Linked DNA regions of Oryzias latipes: region 2 is linked to region 1. The links are chromatin contacts, called in public Hi-C maps. All regions are on one chromosome and are shown on one strand. The core of a region is the stretch at or near the end of the contact, and the rest is flanking DNA. Distances in the headings are between cores, read along the strand shown.

Region 1 (4,404 bases), core at 1,238-3,737:
CATCAAAGGATCCACACGGGCGAAAGGCCTTACTCCTGCGACGTCTGCGGGAAAACGTTTAACCAGACCTCCATCTTGAACGTTCACAAGAGGATCCACACCGGCGAGAGGCCGTACTGCTGCGAAACCTGCGGCAAGAGCTTCACCCAGAAGTCCATACTGAACGGACACAAGATCATTCACACCAGAGAGACCCTCCTCCTGCAAAACATGCGGCAAAAGCCTCAGAAGTCACTTAAGCTTCACATGAAAACGCACATAAGTGAGCCAGCGGATTTCTGACGGATGATGTTTTAGCTGTAAAGTCCCACTCTGATCATCCTTTGATCTATTTTTAAAGCGTTCCCAGTGATCTTTAAGTTATCATGATGCCATTTTTAGCCTTAACTTGAAAAACCTGTGGTTGTTTTCTAGGACATAGTTGCTCCAGAGCGGCCGGAGTTTGTTAAAAGAATTCACCTTTCAGTTGTGGGTGGGACTGTTGGCACGAAGTAAGCCTCCTCTGACTTCCCATGATCCCTTTGTTTACACTCTAGCTTACATCCCCTCAACAGAAATGGCGAGCAACATTGGAGTTCTCCAGCTGAACCGTTTTGAGTCCGATTCCAGGTCAAACACGGGAAATAAAGACGTACATGGATCTATTTGGCTGGGAGTGGATGCATCGGAATGGAGCAGAGCAGGGAGCTCCTGTCCTGCCGACTGTGGAGCAGCGTCACAGCTACAGATTTTTTTCATCTGCTCCTGATTCACCATGATTTGAATAAAGAAAAACTCAGAAATGCAATTTTTATCGGAAATTTCTTTAAATATGTTCTCCAGCATGAGAAAAAAAGGCTACATGAACCCAATTTTCATTGGAGTGGGTCTTAAATTGTGTCTCTAGAGTCACACACACAGGTGAGCATTAGAGCTTGATCAAATCAACCTCCAAACAGAGTTTTTTCCTTGGAAAAAACAGACTGAACGTAACAAAATTAGCACTTTCTGTAAGCCAGGCCTGGAGGGCTGCTGAATTTGTCACATTTTTTGTTTCGAAGATGCACCTGAATAACGTGACGGACGTTTCTGTGCGCCAAAATCTTTGACTAAAGTTGTAGATAAAATGTCTTTTCCATGTGAAGTTAGAAGAGCGCTTGTATTGTCACAGCTTCTGTTCCATATATTTATGTTGTAGAACAATCTTGTGCTGTTCATACGGAATCACACACAACGCTCCACAATAAAAGTTAAAAACAGAGCTTGCGTTCCTTCTGCTTCCCAACCCCTCGAACCCTAAAAGTATGACTTCAACTTAAGGCTGAGCTCAGAAAGGACCAACACGGTCGTCTCTGTTCTAGAGCCAAGTCCATTCAGGGTGGAAGCCAGGATCACCGCACAGGCCACCCTGAAGGAGAATCCCACAGAGGAAATAAAAAGAACCCTAAAACATCACCATAACAAAAAAAGAGTTACTATAATTAAACATCAACATTTGAAATGCATAATAAAGAATCGTAGCGGTAATAGCCAGATGGAAAAGGGGAGTTTTGAGCCTTTTCTCCGACAGACTGTTCATCAACTGGGCAGTTTAGAAGACAACAGAGTTAATTATTCATTGGAAGTGTTTGAGTTTAAGTATGTATTTAATAAGCACAATATATAACCTTTTCTGTTTTTAGAAACGTATTATTAGAACTGCTTCAACAAGTTCAACAATTATGTCTGGGTCATGTTGTAGAATGGTTGTTGAGAATCTGGGCTGCAAAGTTTGAACGTGCAAAAGTATCAAAACAAGTTAATGGAGTGAAAAAAAGGTCTGAAAACCCAGAAGGAAAATATTTTGCCTCAATAAAAGCCAACGATAAACTTTGATGGTTTTTTTTAAGAAATGACTTTTTCCACCTTTTTTTTTCCGAAAACATTATGGTGGTACTGATAAAGGTGCCTGTTTTGAAAAAAAATATTTTTTAAACTTTACTATTACTTGTATGGAATTTGCAAAATTGTATTTTGACCACAGGAAGTTGGACTGTTTTGTGCATATTGCTACAGAAATTCATATTTTTTTTCATTTGCAACAGGAGGCTGAATTTTAAACAAATAACTCTGTTAAATACGATGAGGGCAAGTAAGATTTTATGATCCGTTTTACCCCTTTATTTAAGAAAGAATTGGGCCTGATGGGTTAAAATTGTAGAATTGGGAATCTGGTTAAGACACGATGAGGCAGTTTGTTTGTCCTGCAATACTCCTGAGTGTCCAGACGGGGGCAGTAACACAACCCGGACTATTTACGTCGTCCAAACTAAAAGACAAGAAGAAGACTCGTGCCACAAGGAAGTAAATTGAGCTGTAGTGTGAGTTCAGGTTTCCACTTTTTAAAGTTTTTTTTTCCTTTCTAGTTTAATTTTACATAATTACTTTTTCAAACATGTATCCAGCCCAGAGCATGCGCAACTTTGTCTGTGATCGCTTAACTGCGGCTGCGCGGGAAATAGTGGGGGCTTTTGAAAAGAGAATTGAGGATTATGAGGCAGAAATCGCTCGCCAGCGCAGAATGTTGGACACGGTTTTTACACCTGAGCCAAAGTTTCACAGGTCAGGTACGACAACCTCCAGATCTGAGCTAAAATGTCCAAACAGTTTGCGTGAAGAACTTCCGTTTCACATTTTTCGGTGGTTCCGGGAGAGCTGATCAGAACCATCAGAAGAGCAGATGAGGAAATCGATCCATGCAATTCCTAAAAACAAACAAACTAAACTGTCAACAGTAGAGACAATTTAAAAAAAAAAGAACTTTAAGACTTTTCAATACTTTATTTCTGCATACAACAAATAATGTTTTATACTTTTTATATTTTATATTTATTTCTAATCCTGACTGTCATATATTCTTTTAAACAAATTGGGAGCATCCTAATTTTACTGTGCATACAATAAAAATAAATAAATTATGATATTTTCATACTCCTGTCTAGATTAAGTTACAGTCAATTAAAAGCTGCATCTGGACCATATGATGAATTTTCAAACATGAATGTAATTTATCTGCATGACTTTTCACAACATGACTACAGTCAAACATTAGAATACATTAGAATCGATAAACATGAAAAAGGTAAAACAATTTAGTAGTAAAATATTAAATACATGCCATAAAAACAAGAATACTAATAAAGACAGAGCAAATAAAAAAAGCACCAGCAGCACAGAGGTTCATGTCAAAAGCCATAAAAATAGTTTTAAAAAATGTTTTTTTATCTTTTTCTTTTATTCAAAATCAATGTATTAATCGCCCTTTATGTCAAAGTATCATTGTTTCCCAAAATAATTCTTCTTTTTTTCATGAAGTGTGATGAACAACCAATAAATCCTGCAGTTTTTACATTGTTTATACGAAGAAAGAACAAAACAGTTTTATGAACATAATGTTTTCTTTTAGCCTCTTTTTTGGGAGAAAGAAATGAACAGAAAGATCAAATTCACATTATCTGTCAAATAACCTTTCACTTTACTAGATTGTATTTTTAAGAATCCCACAAAAAAGGCTTAACTAATAAAAAAAATACATTTCTTTACACTTATTTTTAGTTTCTTAATTGTTTGTCGGACCGCATCAGTAACTGATGAGATAAAGTTTCTATACATAAATTATAGACATATGTTGTGTTTGTTGGTCATGCACCCATTGAGGATGAAGCGGACATCAACTCCTGAGATTTGATTCAATTTCTCTTGCCCATTAAACACCAAAACAAATATCAAACATCCTTATTCCACGTTCTCACCCTTTTCTCTTTCCCCGTAGAGAAAGATCTCCCCAGTAAGGAGGGTAAGGTGGTCCAGAACCAACAGAACCTCGGTTCTCCAGAGGAAGACTCCAGACTTTCATCACAAATCACCCAGATCAAAGATGAACATGAAGAAATCTGCATCAGTCAGGAGCCATCAAGGCAAACGCAGCCCTCCAGCTCAACTCCAACACCCGCTCCTGATGTCTCAGAAGATCAGCACCGGCCCTCGGAGTCAAACCAATCAGAGACTATAGAACCTGGAGAATTTCCGTCCATCAGCTCAGAAAAAGATGCAGAACCTCAAGCAGACAGGGAGAGTTCTGCAAGGTCAACAGCAGAGGATGATCTGGAAGGACTTTCCAAAACCAATGATAGATCTGAGAACGAGGACCGCACAGCCTTTACCGATGGATGTGAAACAGCAACTGGAGACGTGGAGGCCAATCCAGATGAGGAGATGCCGGATGTGAGCTCACTGTCGGCTGCAAGTACTGAGCAAACGCTAGAGAAGAAGATAAACCAAGAAGACATAACGCTATCTTTGGATCAGAGCTGTACAAACGTATCACCTAATGACAGCGATGAGATCACGCAGCAGGAGGAAACAAACACAGAACCGGCACCAACA
Region 2 (4,687 bases), core at 1,065-3,564, 76 kb after region 1:
GCTAAATGTCTCTGTTTGGTCCAAAAAAAAGCTGTTCTGTGAGGTTCTGAGGTCTGAGGGAAGTTTGTGTTTCTTGATCTCTTAAAAAAAAAAGTGTATTGCTGAAGTGACTTTTTAATATTCAATTCAATGGACTGAGAGCTGATTGACATTACAGAGTGACTCCTTTTTAAAAAAATTATTTTGCGTTTTTCTTAAACTGTGTTTATCAAGTATTCTTTACATATAAGCTGTGGTTTAAATGTCTGATAAAAAGCCAAAGGTTTTCACAAAGAACAAACAAACATAGCATATACCGTATTTTCCGGACTATAAGTCGCACCGGAGTATAAGTCGCACCAGCCCAAAAATGCATTATAAAGTAGAAAAAAACACAGATAAGTCGCACTGGACTATAAGTCGCATTTTAACTTTCACAACCTTATATGACACAATCATAGCAGACAGTTTATCTAATAATTTCACAGTAATTTTTTCTCAAACTTACTTATTTATTCTTTTCATGAAGCATCATTGGCCAACTAATACTCTGTTTTCATCCTGTATTTGTAGAAACAGTTTTCACTTTTATTGTATTTCTGAATCTATGAAATCATTGGAAAATAGAATATTATGTTGTTAGCCTTCAAGCCTTCAGCCTTTGCTTATTCTCTGAGTCACTTAACATACCTCATACATCAAATTGACCCAGGAACATCATTTCTGTTCCTCACAAATGAACATAACAGGAGGGTTAACAATGTATTTATTTCAATTTATTTCTAATATAAGTCGCTGCGGAGTATAAGTCGCACCCCTTGCCAAACTATGAAAAAAAGGGCGACTTATAGTCCGGAAAATACGGTAGATGCAGAGTCTTGGAGCTACAGCCTGAAAAACTCACCATCAGGTTTAAAATATGACAAACTGTTTATCTGACGAGCAGAGAAAGTAATTTAAGGGCTCAGAAGATAAAGGTATGTGATGCACTAAGAGGTCTGACAACGTTATGATTGGAATATCAATGCTAAAACCTTCAGAGCAAAAGTGATGGTGGAACTGGGAAAGTGAATTTAGAGGAAACCCCCTTTTGATGGCATTTTTATTGAATTTTGACCATTCTAGAGTCCGTTCAAAAACTAAAAAAAAAACTAAAAAACTAAAGGACAATGGCAGCCAAGAGTGGAAAATGAGAAAATCTTAGTGTTTATTCAGACTGGACACATTTGGTTAAAGAGAACCAGAGTTTGTGTCCCTTAATAATCCTGAACAAATATTCAGTCTGCATCCACCCAAGTGGATCCTGGTCCAGGACCAGTAACTATCTTTTGAGGCAGTTTTGGTTCGTTTCCAATCGGACTGAGCGCTGGTTCGCTCGGAGGCTCATTAAATCAACTTTTAACGTGATACACATTGCTTTTCAAACTGTTTCACTGACTTTATATTGTTTTAACATAGTGAAGCACTTTGTGAGTCGCTCTCTGAGAAAAGTGCTACATAAATAAAGATTTACTTACTTACATAAACACTTATGAGTGTACCTTCTTCGTCGTTATCTCCGTAACTGGCTTGCAGCATGCCTCTGATGTACCAAAGTAAAAAGTGTTGTACCTGACGATGAAACAAGCATTGAAAATTTGTCAGCGAAATATAAAATTTGAATCAGTGAATTATCTCAGCAAGGAATGCAAAGCGCAGAACTTGCCCCGCCCTTGTAATTCCTGGCCAATGACAGAAGAGATCTTTGGTCACGTGGTTTTGATGGCAAGCTTTGTTTGGAAACAGAACTGTCAGGTTGAAGACAGTCTGAATGCAGACCAAACAAAAGGTTCAGGACTTGATCTGGATCAACTTAGGCGGGCTTGATCCAGGCCAACAGACTTTTCCAGTCTGAATTTCACATTTTTTTATTCTAAAAGCCAGTAAGAATTACTAAATGTTGGCGTTGGAGTAAACTTGTTTAGCTAAAACTATTCTCTTTATTGATCTAAATCTTTGCTTTTATTAAAAACATGATGAACTCTGTGATTAATCATTTTGCTTTTCCTTTAGAGCTCAATATCTGGTTACAACAAAACAAAAGGGGCTTGTGGAACCTGAACCCGTCCATCACATGTCCTCCTGGTGCGCAGTGGAATCCAGTCGCTCCAGTGAGCATGTGTAACTTTCTGAATTACTCCCATAATTAGGAGTGATGTTCTCTCCTGTAAATCTACTCTGCTCATAATCTTTCTTAAGAGGGTGTCCTCCTCTCCTCCTCCCTGCCTAAACTCCCGCCCATCGGTGCGTACGAGCCCTCAACAAAGTTTCCAGCCAATGAGAAGCCCCTCACTAATGCATGGTGAGGGGGCTGAGGAACCGAAAGGCAAACGCTGGAGAGTAGAGGATCACTTTTCCATTCGCAAGGGTTGTTGTTGTTTTTCCCACGCACGACTTGTTTCCACTCCCGTGCGCACAAGTACTACTTGAGGACCCGGCGCGCTCCAGCAGACGGTGTTGGGGTGGATTGCTGACGGAGAACCGCTGAGGCTGAGAGCGCAACCGGGACTCTTTTGGAAGCACTTTTTCTGGTTTTTCACTTCAGAACGTGTCCGATGGAATGAGGCGCAGCAGATCTATCCTCTTCTGGGTTTTGCGCGTCTGAGTTTCAGTGAGTTTTTTTCCCCGATTTCTCCTGAACCATGTACGGATAACGGATCATTTCACGCCAGAACTGGCTGGACTGGACTGGTTGTAAGAACCGGGATTACCCAGCACTGTGCAGACCATCTTAAAGCCCGCATACGGGCCAACGTCTCGGGATACGCGACAACTTCTCCTCTGGACTCTTATGGAAGTTTTCCTCATGAGCCCGCCGTGAGTCCCGCCTGTCTCCCGCAGCCACAACGATGGGCGCCTTCGTCCGCGCCGCCTGCAGGTCTGCGTTGCCTCTGGGTTGCGCGCTGTTGTTTTTTGGCTACTTCTCCGTGGCCGCGCCGCCCCACGGCCGACGGCTGGTTTGCTGGCAAGCCATCATGAGGTGTCAAGCCGAGTCCGAGTGCAATTACGCGTTTGACCACTACAACCGCGCGTGCGGGCCCGTGCTGAACGGGGAGAAGAAGAAGTGTCCCAGCCACTGCATCTACTCCCTGGTCCAGCTCAACATGACCAAAAATGGCCCGGCTTTGGAGGACTGCAGCTGCGACCAGGACCCCATGTGCATGCTCACCAAACGGGCCATCGAGCCCTGCCTCCCCAGGACTACCAGCACGGGCTGCACGGAGGCCCGGCACCAGTGCGAGAGGGACCCGCAGTGCAGCTCCGCCATGCACGACTATTTGCACCACTGTGGGAAACTTTTCAGCGGCGCGACCTGCACCAACGGCTGCAGGAACGTGATCGCCAACCTGCGCAGAATCCCCAAGGGCCAGCAGCTGGAGACGTGCGCGTGCGACGGCACGGAGAGGCCCATCTGCGAGTACGTGAAGAGCAGCATGAAGGCGCTCTGCTTCGACAGTCCCGACAGCTACGAAGCCAGCGGCGGTTACGATGACGACGAGGACTACGAGGAGCCCGTGGACCCCCCCTCCCCCGGGCAAAGCACCGGCGGAGCGTCTCTCCCTGGGGGCCGCTGCGCCTTGGCTCTGCTCGCATCCATCTTTGCTCTGCTGCCCCTCTTCTAACCCCTCTGCCCCACGACAGACTCTAGTCCCTGCAACCATAGATAAAAGTTGCATCCTCGCAGATGCAGGTGAAAGTCTGTTTTGCAGCGATTTTCCCATGAAATCGGGATATTTCTATGCAAAAAAAAAAAAAAAAAAAAAAAAACGACCTCAAACGACTTTTCTCAGATCACTTCTTGTAAAAAAATAAAAAGGCTCGCCAGGATTCTGTCAGACTGACAGAACAGACTTGTTTGGGTAAAGAAAATTCAAAGTTTATTCACAAGAATCAGCCATGCACTGCATGTCTTTTTTTTTTTTAATAAACATGAACTATTTTTGTATGACAGCCGGTTGCCATTACGCACCAGGAAATCTGATTTAGTATTTAACGTCGTTGGACACTTGTACATAGATTAGGAGTTTAAGTGAAACAGTAATTTATTACATGTCTCCAGGTTTCATCCAAATGTCCAATATGTGTAAAAGAAATACAGTTCCAGCTTTAAAGGGAAGTTATTTTAACTAAGAGAGTGTATATTCACTGTATATATGTTTATAGCCAAATATAGATTTTTTTTCCAGAGAATTCTTTATGTTTTAGGCTATGAAAGGATTTATTCACAGAAAATAGATTAAAAAAATTGTCTAAATTCACTGTATGCTTGCCTTAATGATATATCTTTATGGAAGGCATAAAGGAAACTTGAAGAAAAAACATTGTGATTTGTCAGTTATTTGTTGCTTTAAATAAAAAAAAAGTATTTAAGTTGGTATTATTTTCAAAATAATAGAACTTTTTGGTGTTTATTAAGTTTGAACTTTAGTTAATGCTGTAATAAGCAAGAAAAGTACATCTGGGATTAGTTATTACAAGCAAATTAACATAATAGCTCTAAAAGTGTTTGCTTAAGGCCAGAAAAGCAACTTTTTTCATGTTTTATTTTTAACTTTATGCTCATTGCGCTGAAATCAACAACTTTAGCCTCAACTAAGCTTAAAAATTAAATGAAAACTAACGTCCACTAGTGCTGAGCTTTCTGCCAACCAGAAAACTTAATTTCTTC

Evidence for each region. Hi-C and Micro-C count contacts between places; a contact is called where the count stands out from the background.
Region 2: a Hi-C map of embryo shows a contact between it and region 1, with 1.7 times the contacts expected there. The contact joins the promoter of gas1 here to the enhancer-like site in region 1. A contact is called at or near these places in 2 of 5 Hi-C or Micro-C datasets (both in embryo).

The regions. Positions count from the first base shown.
Region 1 is chr9:4,899,459-4,903,862 of ASM223467v1, forward strand. It overlaps LOC101161490. Among protein-coding and RNA genes, the nearest start is that of ccdc84, 5.0 kb to the left of the region's middle. Within about 2 kb of position 2,488, at least 2 of the 8 cell types and tissues checked have an H3K27ac peak or open chromatin away from gene starts, as enhancers often do. A contact at or near this core is called in embryo, where this site is marked.
Region 2 is chr9:4,975,740-4,980,426 of ASM223467v1, forward strand. It overlaps gas1 (growth arrest-specific protein 1), which reads left to right and starts at 2,315. Exons shown (of 1, transcript XM_020711413.2): 1 at 2,315-4,264. The coding sequence starts at 2,868. The coding sequence ends at 3,641.